Regions from separate parts of the Mus musculus genome. Here region 1 is linked to region 2. The links are chromatin contacts, called in public Micro-C maps. All regions are on one chromosome and are shown on one strand. The core of a region is the stretch at or near the end of the contact, and the rest is flanking DNA. Distances in the headings are between cores, read along the strand shown. Region 1 holds the start of Fam227b (family with sequence similarity 227, member B). Region 2 overlaps Galk2 (galactokinase 2).

Evidence for each region. Hi-C and Micro-C count contacts between places; a contact is called where the count stands out from the background.
Region 1: a contact with region 2 is called in a Micro-C map of muscle stem cells, with 5 times the contacts expected there. The contact joins the promoter of Fam227b here to the enhancer-like site in region 2. A contact is called at or near these places in 1 of 484 Hi-C or Micro-C datasets (muscle stem cells), 3 of 115 datasets of contacts at active chromatin or transcription factors (bone marrow-derived macrophages, embryonic midbrain and embryonic stem cells) and 2 of 9 other capture datasets (adipose tissue and liver).

Annotation. Positions count from the first base shown.
Region 1 is chr2:126,150,197-126,154,962 of GRCm38.p6, forward strand. Fam227b (family with sequence similarity 227, member B) reads right to left here and starts at 1,808. Exons shown (of 17, transcript NM_029455.3): 1 at 1,715-1,808. It overlaps Dtwd1 (DTW domain containing 1), which reads left to right and starts at 1,945. Exons shown (of 5, transcript NM_026981.2): 1 at 1,945-2,018; 2 at 4,350-4,664. The coding sequence starts at 4,401.
Region 2 is chr2:125,973,997-125,978,594 of GRCm38.p6, forward strand. Galk2 (galactokinase 2) reads left to right here. Exons shown (of 10, transcript NM_001291002.1): 9 at 1,264-1,465. Among named protein-coding and RNA genes, the nearest start is that of Fgf7, 58 kb to the right of the region's middle. Within about 2 kb of position 2,080, at least 25 of the 459 cell types and tissues checked have an H3K27ac peak or open chromatin away from gene starts, as enhancers often do. A contact at or near this core is called in muscle stem cells, where this site is marked.

The sequences.
Region 1 (4,766 bases), core at 558-3,057, 180 kb after region 2:
GGATAGTACTTTACTAAGTATAATGTACTAAGCCTAATGACTTTCTGCCATGAATAATTTCATTATTTAAAAAATATGGGATTTTGTTTTAGACAGTGTCTTCCCCAGTCTAGACTGGCCTGAAACTTACTATGTGTGCTAGGATAGTCTCAATCTCTTGATTCTCCTGGTTCCCCAATACAGATATGAGTTATCACTGCTGGCTCTAAAGTATAGTTTTGACTTAAGTTTTTATTGTTGTTTATAAATAAGTCAAGATGTGAAACGACATATCCTATGCAACACCCTGTCCAGTTGGAAATTCTTCCCTAGACTCCAACCACTCATCAGGATTTGGCTTCATGGACTCCCCCAGCCTCTTTTGAGGTTCCTAAAATTTGTCATAATGTTTCCTGTACTACCCATACTTAACATGTAAGCACTTCCAGGGCAAGGTGTAAAGATGACAATAACAAAGCCAAAAATTGAAAGGGCTAACAATTAAAAGTCAAATATCCCATTTTCTGATGTTCAGGCCCTCACTGTTTGATGCCTAACTGTGATGTTGTGCACAAATAACTAAAGCTTAATTCCTAAGGCAGGTAGACATGTCAATGTGGGTCTCAAAGTAGACTCTCAACTGTTTTAGCATTCAACATATATGAATACCATTCTGGTGGCTCTCACATTGCGTCTCAAAAGGTTAGTAACTTCTTTTTCTGTTTTGATAAGTGAAGGTATAGTGGACTGGCTGACATTTAGAATGACTTTTGTTCTGCATGCCTCTCTTTATTAAAACATTTTTGCTTAAAGTCTAAATTCAAATATCCATGGTCTAATTTCTACCTCACTCTCACTAGTTCTGAAATTCCTTTTCTGTATCCAAATCAGGAATACCAGTTTGGCTCGAGTTGAGGTCTCCAAAACATTAAGGGACCTATTCAGTCTGCTAAGAGTGACAGAAGGGATTCTCCTCTCCTCCTCTCCTCTCCCCTCCCCTCCCCTCCCCTCTCCTCTCCTCTCCCCTCCCCTCTCCTCCTCTCTCTTCCCTTCCCTTCCCCTTCTTCCTTCCCCTTCCCTTCCCTTCTCTTCTCTTCCTCTCCTCTTCTCTCTCTCTCTCTCCTCCTCCTCCTCCTCCTCCTCCTCCTCCTTCTTCTTCTTCTTCCTCTCTGTGTCTCTCTGTCTGTCTGTCTCTGTCTCTCCTATTCAAGTAGAAGCTACCACTCATGACCAGGCTGGAAATGGGCCTTTCTCCTACTTACAGGTGTGATCCTGGGAATTCATGTTAACCATTGTCTATTTTTCTGTTAAAACTTTTATATAAATTCTGGTGTGGTAAATATCAGTGTCCTGGCTTGTCATTCGTGATTACACACAAGGCTGTTCTTTTTCTCCCATTGGTTAATTTCATAATTCTCCACTCATTAAACAAATTGCTTGATATATGACAGTTTTGTTTCTAATTTAACAACTATTGTTTAGGTTTCTTTGAGGTGGAGCATAGAAAAATAATTTAATCACTTATCCACATATATTAGACTTTAAAAAAAAATAAAAGAAAAATACAGTAGGTGTCAACTCTGCGTGTTGTAAGCAAAGCACAAAATGCATAAACGGTTTTCCTAAGAAGTCTATCAAGCTTGAACTACCAACCACCTAAAGCTACAAGTCTGAGATCTCGTAAATATAGTATTTGGGGAGGTAAAGCGGTGTTACTAGCTCCTCACTAACTCACAGAAACTACTTTCGAAAAGGCTGTTCCGGAACACGTCCCCAGTTGCGCTGGGGGCCCACAACGGGCGGCACAGCAGGAAGCTGACGGTTCCTTTGGAACAGGTCACCCGGGAAGCGAAGGCGGGACTTCCGAACCAGTTCCTCCTGCTCGCCCACGGGATTCTCCCTCTGAGCATGCGCCGTGGTCAGCTTCCCCGTGGCCCTGGCAACCGCCAGGCCCCGCCCTCCGGTGTTCTGCGGAAAGCGCTCCGGGGGGGAGCGCGTGGAGCGGAGGCGGTACGGACCGAGAGTTGAGCGTGGTGCAGGTCGGCATCCCCTCGGGTCGGGTGGCTCGGGCCGGACGCCGGCCAGGCCCAGCGGAGGTCTCACTGCGGGCTAGTGCTGCGTGTGGCGTGCCCGTGGGGGCAAGACTTGAGTGGTCTGGGGCCTAAATGAAGCCTTATTAGGCTTCCCGAGTCGGCGTTGCTCACTCCTGGCAAGGCCAGCTCCCTGTGAGCACCGATCTGTAATTCAGGCTTTGGCGTGGTTTCGGCATGGTCGCGGGAAAAGGAAACCAGATGTGTGCTGTTACCGTCAGCCGATAAGCAGACGCGTTTCTTGTGTGTCTATTTCTTGGGAATGTGAGACAAGTATAGTAACACTTTGCGTTGCTAGTTCCACGAGGTTGGGTAAGGATGAAGAGCCCAAGATTGCAGCATTTCAGGGCTGTTTATGATTGAACTCCAAATGCAAAAATTTCCAAGACATTTCGCCTGTCATATAATGTGTTCTGTGGGAAGGGAGTCAAGTTCTGTGTTTAAAAAATGGCGGTGGTATCTTGGATGTTTAAAAAAAAGGGGGGGGGGGGCGAGAGGGATATTGTACCTCATCAAATTATACGATCAGTTCTTAGTACTTCACAAGCAAATATTGAAAACAGTCTTATCTGGTCCTGAATTTGTCCACAATTCAAAATAGGAGAAATTTAAAGAATATTCCCTTGGGAGGCAAATCAGCTTAGTGTGTTGGAAAAAGTAGCCTTGTTCCGCCGATCTGTGTAGTGCCCCAAAGTTGAGTAGAAAGATAAGTCCTGGATGCCTTCTACAGAGTGGTTTCAATTTAGTTGATAAGTATTTGAATCTATCTAAAAAAAATCAAGAATAGGTAAATCGGAAAGAGTTGTACTTTTGCCTCATTGAAAAGTGCCTCCAAATGAATATGTTTGTCCATATCAAATATGTGGACCCAGGGATAAGTAGTCAGAAGTGTAAAAGATTGTCTTTGTGTGAGTTTATAACTGAGTTAGAATCTGACTTTGAGCCTAAAAATAGATGTTATGTGCAAAGCAGACAGGATGAAACTGCATAAGTATCATTATTTTTAGAGAAATTGAGTGGAAAAAAAAGTTTTTCAGCCCAATTTGCAGAGTAGACCATCAGGATGCTAGTTATTTGCCCTAGGAACCGCCCTTGTTTTCTAATTCTTTACAACTCTCCCCCACCCAACTCCAGCTGCATCGCCCTGCACGTATTTGATGTTAAGTATAGGTATACTTACATGCATCTATGTCCTTGTTGTCATTGATTGTTATTATATACTACTGGAGACAATGTCAGAATCCACAGGCTGACAATTCAGTCACAAAATTGTCCCAGCCTCTTCCAAGTCACACACTGAACCATCAGAATTCCCTTCCAACTAGCTACAAGCTGAGAGTCCTTCATCCCCTCTTCAAATGCATTTGATTTGCTTGTGTGGCCCACAGATCTCAGGGGACACTATGCTTGCATTTGATGGTTATTATAAAGGCGATTTTAACAGATTTAAACATACAGGCAGGTGGAGTAGGTAAGGGACTAGAGCACAGGTGCTTCCTCCCTGTGCAGCCGAGGTGGGCTTCCTTACAGTGAGCGGATGCCCTTGCATCATCAACTGTCCAGAAGCTACCGGAAGTCCTGATGGGGTTTTAGAGAGGGTTTTATAGGCTTACTTGCTAACCGAGTGAAAGGAAATCCTCAGGGCCTGTCAGGTTCTTTGGCTTTCCTCCCTCCAAGGGAGGAAATAAGGCAGAATCCGGTATTCATCTACTGTTATACTGGGACAATTTAAGTTGAACTTTCTATTACCCCTCCTCAGAAAGGAGTTTTAAGTCAGAAATCCAGGGAAAAAAGAAAAGTGTGTGTGTGTGTGTGTGTGTATTCACAATACCCAACTGATTTTACTCATACCATTATAGACTTTTATGTTTTATTTAGATTTATCATGAGTGTTGGTGTCATAGGATGCCAATTCAATTTATATAGTTGAACGTATTTCTGTACAATAGTAACAGAAAGTCTTGTATTATTAATATTTTAAATCAAAATTACTATATTTGGGACAAAATGGGTACTATCAGAATGGATTGTCAATGTCTAAATTTTATATGTGAAATCATTTTAATATAGACATTTCCATTTTTTAATGAAAGAGTAACTGAAATTGCTTTTTTGAGTTGGTTTTTAATTTTGTATTTTCAAGCATATCAATTTAGTGGGTTTTGAACTTATTAATATCTGTTGATAAGTACTAAAGCTAACTGTAACATACTGGGCAATTTTATTTGTAATGACAGTACAATGTTGACATTTCATTCCTTCTCATTTTAATTTTTGCAGTGTACCTATGATACATGCTTTAGAAACAGAATATTTTGGTTCAAAGGGAAAATGGCTCTCAGTCCATCTGTAGTTCCTCAAGAAAGTAAAGAAGATAATGCAAACTGTGTAGAAACAAAACCGTCACAAACCACTTCCATTGCTTCAGAAGACCCCCTTCAAAACTTATGCTTAGCGTCTCAGGAAGTGCTGCGTAAGGCTCAACAAAGTGGGAGGTCCCGGTGTCGCCAATGTGGTGGCTCAAGGATGTTCTACTGCTACACATGCTGTGTCCCAGTGGGAAACGTGCCCACCGAGCAGATCCCATGTGTGCAGGTAAGAGGCTCGTGGGAAAGAAGAAAAATGCACTTAAAAAGAGACCATCTGTGTGTGTGTGTGTGTGTGTGTGTGTGTGTGTGTGTGTGTGTGTGTGCACAT
Region 2 (4,598 bases), core at 830-3,329:
CATCCTGCTCTCTCCTAGTGGCTCACCTGAGATCCACCACACCAACTCCCACTCTAGTCTGAGTGTTTCATATCCTCAGGAAGGCCTCCCTCCATTGCTACCCCAGGAATGAGCCAAACATGATGCAGCCAATGCAGTTAGATAGGCTTGTGTTACTGTAGTTGACAGTCATCGAGGGCATTGCAGAATCAGAGCTGTTCCGAGAGGATAATAAATGCATCTGTGATGGGTTTCAGAGATAAGCACTGTTGACATGTAGTGCTTTCTGTAGGCTGCCATGCGCATACATATGCATGTGTGGACCACGGTTAGTGCCAGTTATACACAGGCTATTGTGTTGACATTTCTCTCAATGTTGAACAATTTCCTGTGTAGCAAATTGTCCAAGTATTTGAGTTTTAATAGCCATAATGTTTTTTTTTAAATGAATGTAGCATTTTTTTTTCAGAAGGTTCTCTGTTATTAGCTATTTGGAGTGTTTATATTTTGGCTATAGTAAAAAATACTGTAGCATATAGTTATATTAAATGTAAATACAGTTACATACACATGTAAGTAGTTGTGCTTATCAATTTCTCTAGAACTATTTGACAGTCCCACACATGTTTATAATGAATATTCATAATCTCACTTTAAGTTCTGTCTCTCATCTCCTCCTGATGATACCCTCTTCCCCAGCAAGTCTGCTTGTATACTGGGATACCTTTCTCTAGACATCATTACTGAATGTGCATCTTCAGGAGATCTGCTAATGAGTCTGCTCATCTCTCTAAGCTGCTACAAATGCTAGAGGTTGTGCCTTTAAGGCAGATGGCATGGAGGATATGCTCCATACTGCCACCTCTTCCTTGCCATGGTAAAGTTCGGCGTGTGCGCCATTGTTTGGGTGTGTTGAGTAAAAGAGGAAGATCTTAGATCAGTATTCAGGAAGAAGTGACTTTGATTTACGTTTGGATTTAATCAATTACACACTCAGTGAAAATAGAGACCTTCTGAAAACCCCAGGTACTGACAGTGAAGACAGAAATAGAAGCCACTAAAATTGTCTGTTAAATGGTTAGTTAGGTGTGGTGGCTCAGACCTGTAGTCCCAGCACTGGGGCGCCGCTGAGGTAGGAGAATCTTGAATCAGCTAGCCTGGGCTACATCACACACACACACACACACACACACACACACACACACACACACACACACGAGTCTTTCTTGTCACTGGATAGTCTTGTAACCCTTTCTTGTCTTTTTCCCCATGTGTCTCCTGCAGAACTCACCTTTAAGCTCTACCAGCGGGCCAAGCACGTGTACAGTGAGGCTGCACGCGTGCTGCAGTTTAAGCAGGTATGTGAAGATGCGCCAGACAACGCAGTCCAGCTGCTGGGGGAGCTAATGAACCAGAGCCACAGAAGCTGCCGGGACATGTATGAGTGCAGCTGCCCTGAGCTGGACCAGCTAGTGGACATCTGCCGGTGAGCTGAGAGGGCCACGTGGGAGCTAAAACATGCCACCAGGGAATGTTGGTGCAATGAACAAAAACCCGTATTCTCATAATTTAGATGAATCCTTCCTGTATGAGGGACCCCAGTCCTCCTGATGTAGAGCTCCCATGTTCTTCCTGCATGTCTGCAGAGTGGCTTGAGACCCGGCTTTATGGGGCACAGAAGTCAATCTGAAACCAGTTTCATTGTTAGCTGATTAAACCTCTCAGGAAGGCAGCTGTTCTCTGACATGGGCATTTTATGTGTTTCGGAAACCCCTAGGAACCCAATGGAGTTCTGTCTAGAAGAGAGTCAAAAAACGGTCTTGACCTTGAGAGTTCTGCTGAAGGAGGTGGGCTGGAAGAATCACTTGGAAAGCCCCTCTTGAACTGCCATATTTATTTTGGGCAATTAGGGGAAATGAAGACCAAAGAAAGGCCAGTTTATAAACTTGGCTATGACAGAAGTGTAAAGAGAGAGCATCTTTCACAAAATCTCCAGACCTCCCTGTAATTGTGCAACAATGGGGATAATAGAGTCCTTCCCAGGGAGGTCCCACACTGACCTTGGAGAACTGAAAGGGAAATTGGAGGGAAATCAGATGACCTGTGTTAGCTCACTCTGACGATGACACAGCCCTGCACGCAACTAGCAGTGGAAATGTAATTAGCCACTTGGCGCCTGTGGCTTGCCAGGCTCATGCCACACCCAGTCAGAAAGTTTAAACCCAGCGGCTAGAGTGGATCACAAATGGCATGTGGAACCTGCCTGGCCCGGCCAGGAGCTTGTACTCAGTGGCTGAGGCACTTCCTGCAGACATCAGCATTTGCTCACTAATTGCCAACCCCCCCTTCCAGAGCCTGTTTTAATTTAAAGAAAAAGCATCAAGGGCCCAGTGAATGGAAGAGACAAACACTGTTCAGTCTTGGACATAAGAGGAAGGGGGATGATTTATGTAGAAATGAGGAATAAGTTGTTTTGGCTTGGAAGGGGGAGGGGAATTTGAATCCAACCGGAAACAGTATGGATGGGATCTGCCAGCTTCCTGGAATTTCCCAATGTGCTTTTTTTCTCCTTGGATGGTCACCAGTACCGGTTTACATTTCTGTGAGCAAAGAGATTAGTGATGATCTAAAAAATAATTTGATTGCTTGTGATACATGTTGCAGACAGAAACTGGGAGGAATAGTGACTGCTAGGGTTGAAGGGAGAGTCTTTATATAGAGTGGTTGGAGAAGGCTTCTCTGAGGAAGCACACTGGAACAGAAGACCTGAAGGGACAAGCAGACAGGCACAGCAGGGAAGGAAGGAAGGAGAGGTGAAGCTTGAGCGGTGTGGATATGACACTCTGCACCGACCCCATTAGCTGCGGGAAGGACTCACACTGCATGCACCCTGTCCGCTGTGGGGAGGATTCCAGAAGAGAAAGGGGCTCAATGGATGTGACAGTTGACTCTGTCCTAGATATGGTTGAAGGAAGGTTCTAGACCATTGCAACTATTGCTCTGTGGGAGAAGGAAAGGAAGGAATCAAGAGAACTGTTGGTTGTTTTGACTGAGAAAGGTTTTTTTTTTTTCTTTTTCTAAAATTATTATTTGGGGGAGGGCAGCCATTTTTTTACAACTCAAGGTCAGAGTTATCTCCGAGTGCCACAGATAGTCCCAGGTGTTAGTGTGAGGAGCTCCCTCTGTCAGGGCCCTGGGAGGACAGCTGCAGGGGGCCAGGGCACCACCGCTGTTGCCACCTTCCCTGCCCAGTCAGCCCAAACCTCACACAGAAGCCAAGGCACTGTCTTTTTGTGGGTGTTTGGGACGTGATGGTGCAGGAAAGGAGTGCTGAAGACAGCTAGAGATACCAGGGGTAAGGGAAAGAACAGAAACACAAAACAAACAAACACCCAATCAAAGCCCTGGGGAAACCAGGGGGCAGGTCTGCAGAGCACCTCGGCCTTCCTGACATCATCTCTGGAGGGACCCAGAGATTCTGCAAGTCCTGGGAGGGTCCTGGGAGGGTATGAGCCACACTGGGCTGGCAGAGGGCTTTCTGTTTAATAAACACAGCAGCCCCAGAATTCCCCGTCACAGAGAAGAAAAGATAGTACGGACAGACTAGGCAGCTTGGACTGTTGGTCAGCTTGGGAGACCAGATGAGGGAAATCTGAAATGGGTTCAGGGAGTATTGCCAATGACATTTTGCCACTGTCACCTTTGGCTACCTGGTATCACTTTAAAATTTTTGTGTGTTTGAGAAACATTTTTTGTAAAGTATTTACATGAACAGATATGTGGCTGTGTGTGGGAACAGAGCTTGAGAGGCTAGGATATCACCACAGAACCCACACTCTGGAGGTTTGTGTGACCTGAGCTGGACCATATTTCCAAAGTGGTCCTCAGTAGTCAGACAGTGAGATAGCATAGAGGGCATTTTCATCCTGTTCATCAAGAGAAAAATCAGTTTAGAACACAGAAGGCCCAAGGGCTGAGGGTGTGTGCTTGCGAGGCCCAGTATGAAAACTCCTGGGAATTGGAGGCCAACTGTAGCTACATAAGAGCCCTCCCATCCAGCCAGGAGCCGCAGGATGAGACCCTGTCAAAAAAGAAAAGAAAACCAGAAGGAAATTACATTTATGTACTTAGGTTGATTTTTTAAATTAAGTTAATGTTCAAATTTTTATTAGATGAGATGAAATAATGAAGGAAGAAGGCAGTCTTTGCCCAATTATAAAATGACTATTTTAAATGAACAAACTGTAAATTCAAATTTTGATGTAGAATTTCCTGAGGAACACAGAAAATAGTTAAGCCAAGCCATGTGGGACAGCCCATTTGTTATTGGTTCCTTGAGGGGAAAAAGTTAATGCTTTTTGTTTCTGTTTGGCCACTTGTTGAAATTAGAAAGGATTCCTCCCTGTATTATTGCTGTTATTGCCCAAGCTATTAAGGAAGACTAATGTCGGGTTCTCAGGATGAGAGTGGGTGCAGAGATTCCCTTGCTCCACTCTCCTCAGAAGACTTCCCTCAGCCCTGATCCACAACTGAGCTGCTCAACCTCCTGAGACCCTCCTCGCCAAGTCACTCATAGCTGTGTGGTCTTTCACTGGCTTACACGCTGACCTCTCTGCCCT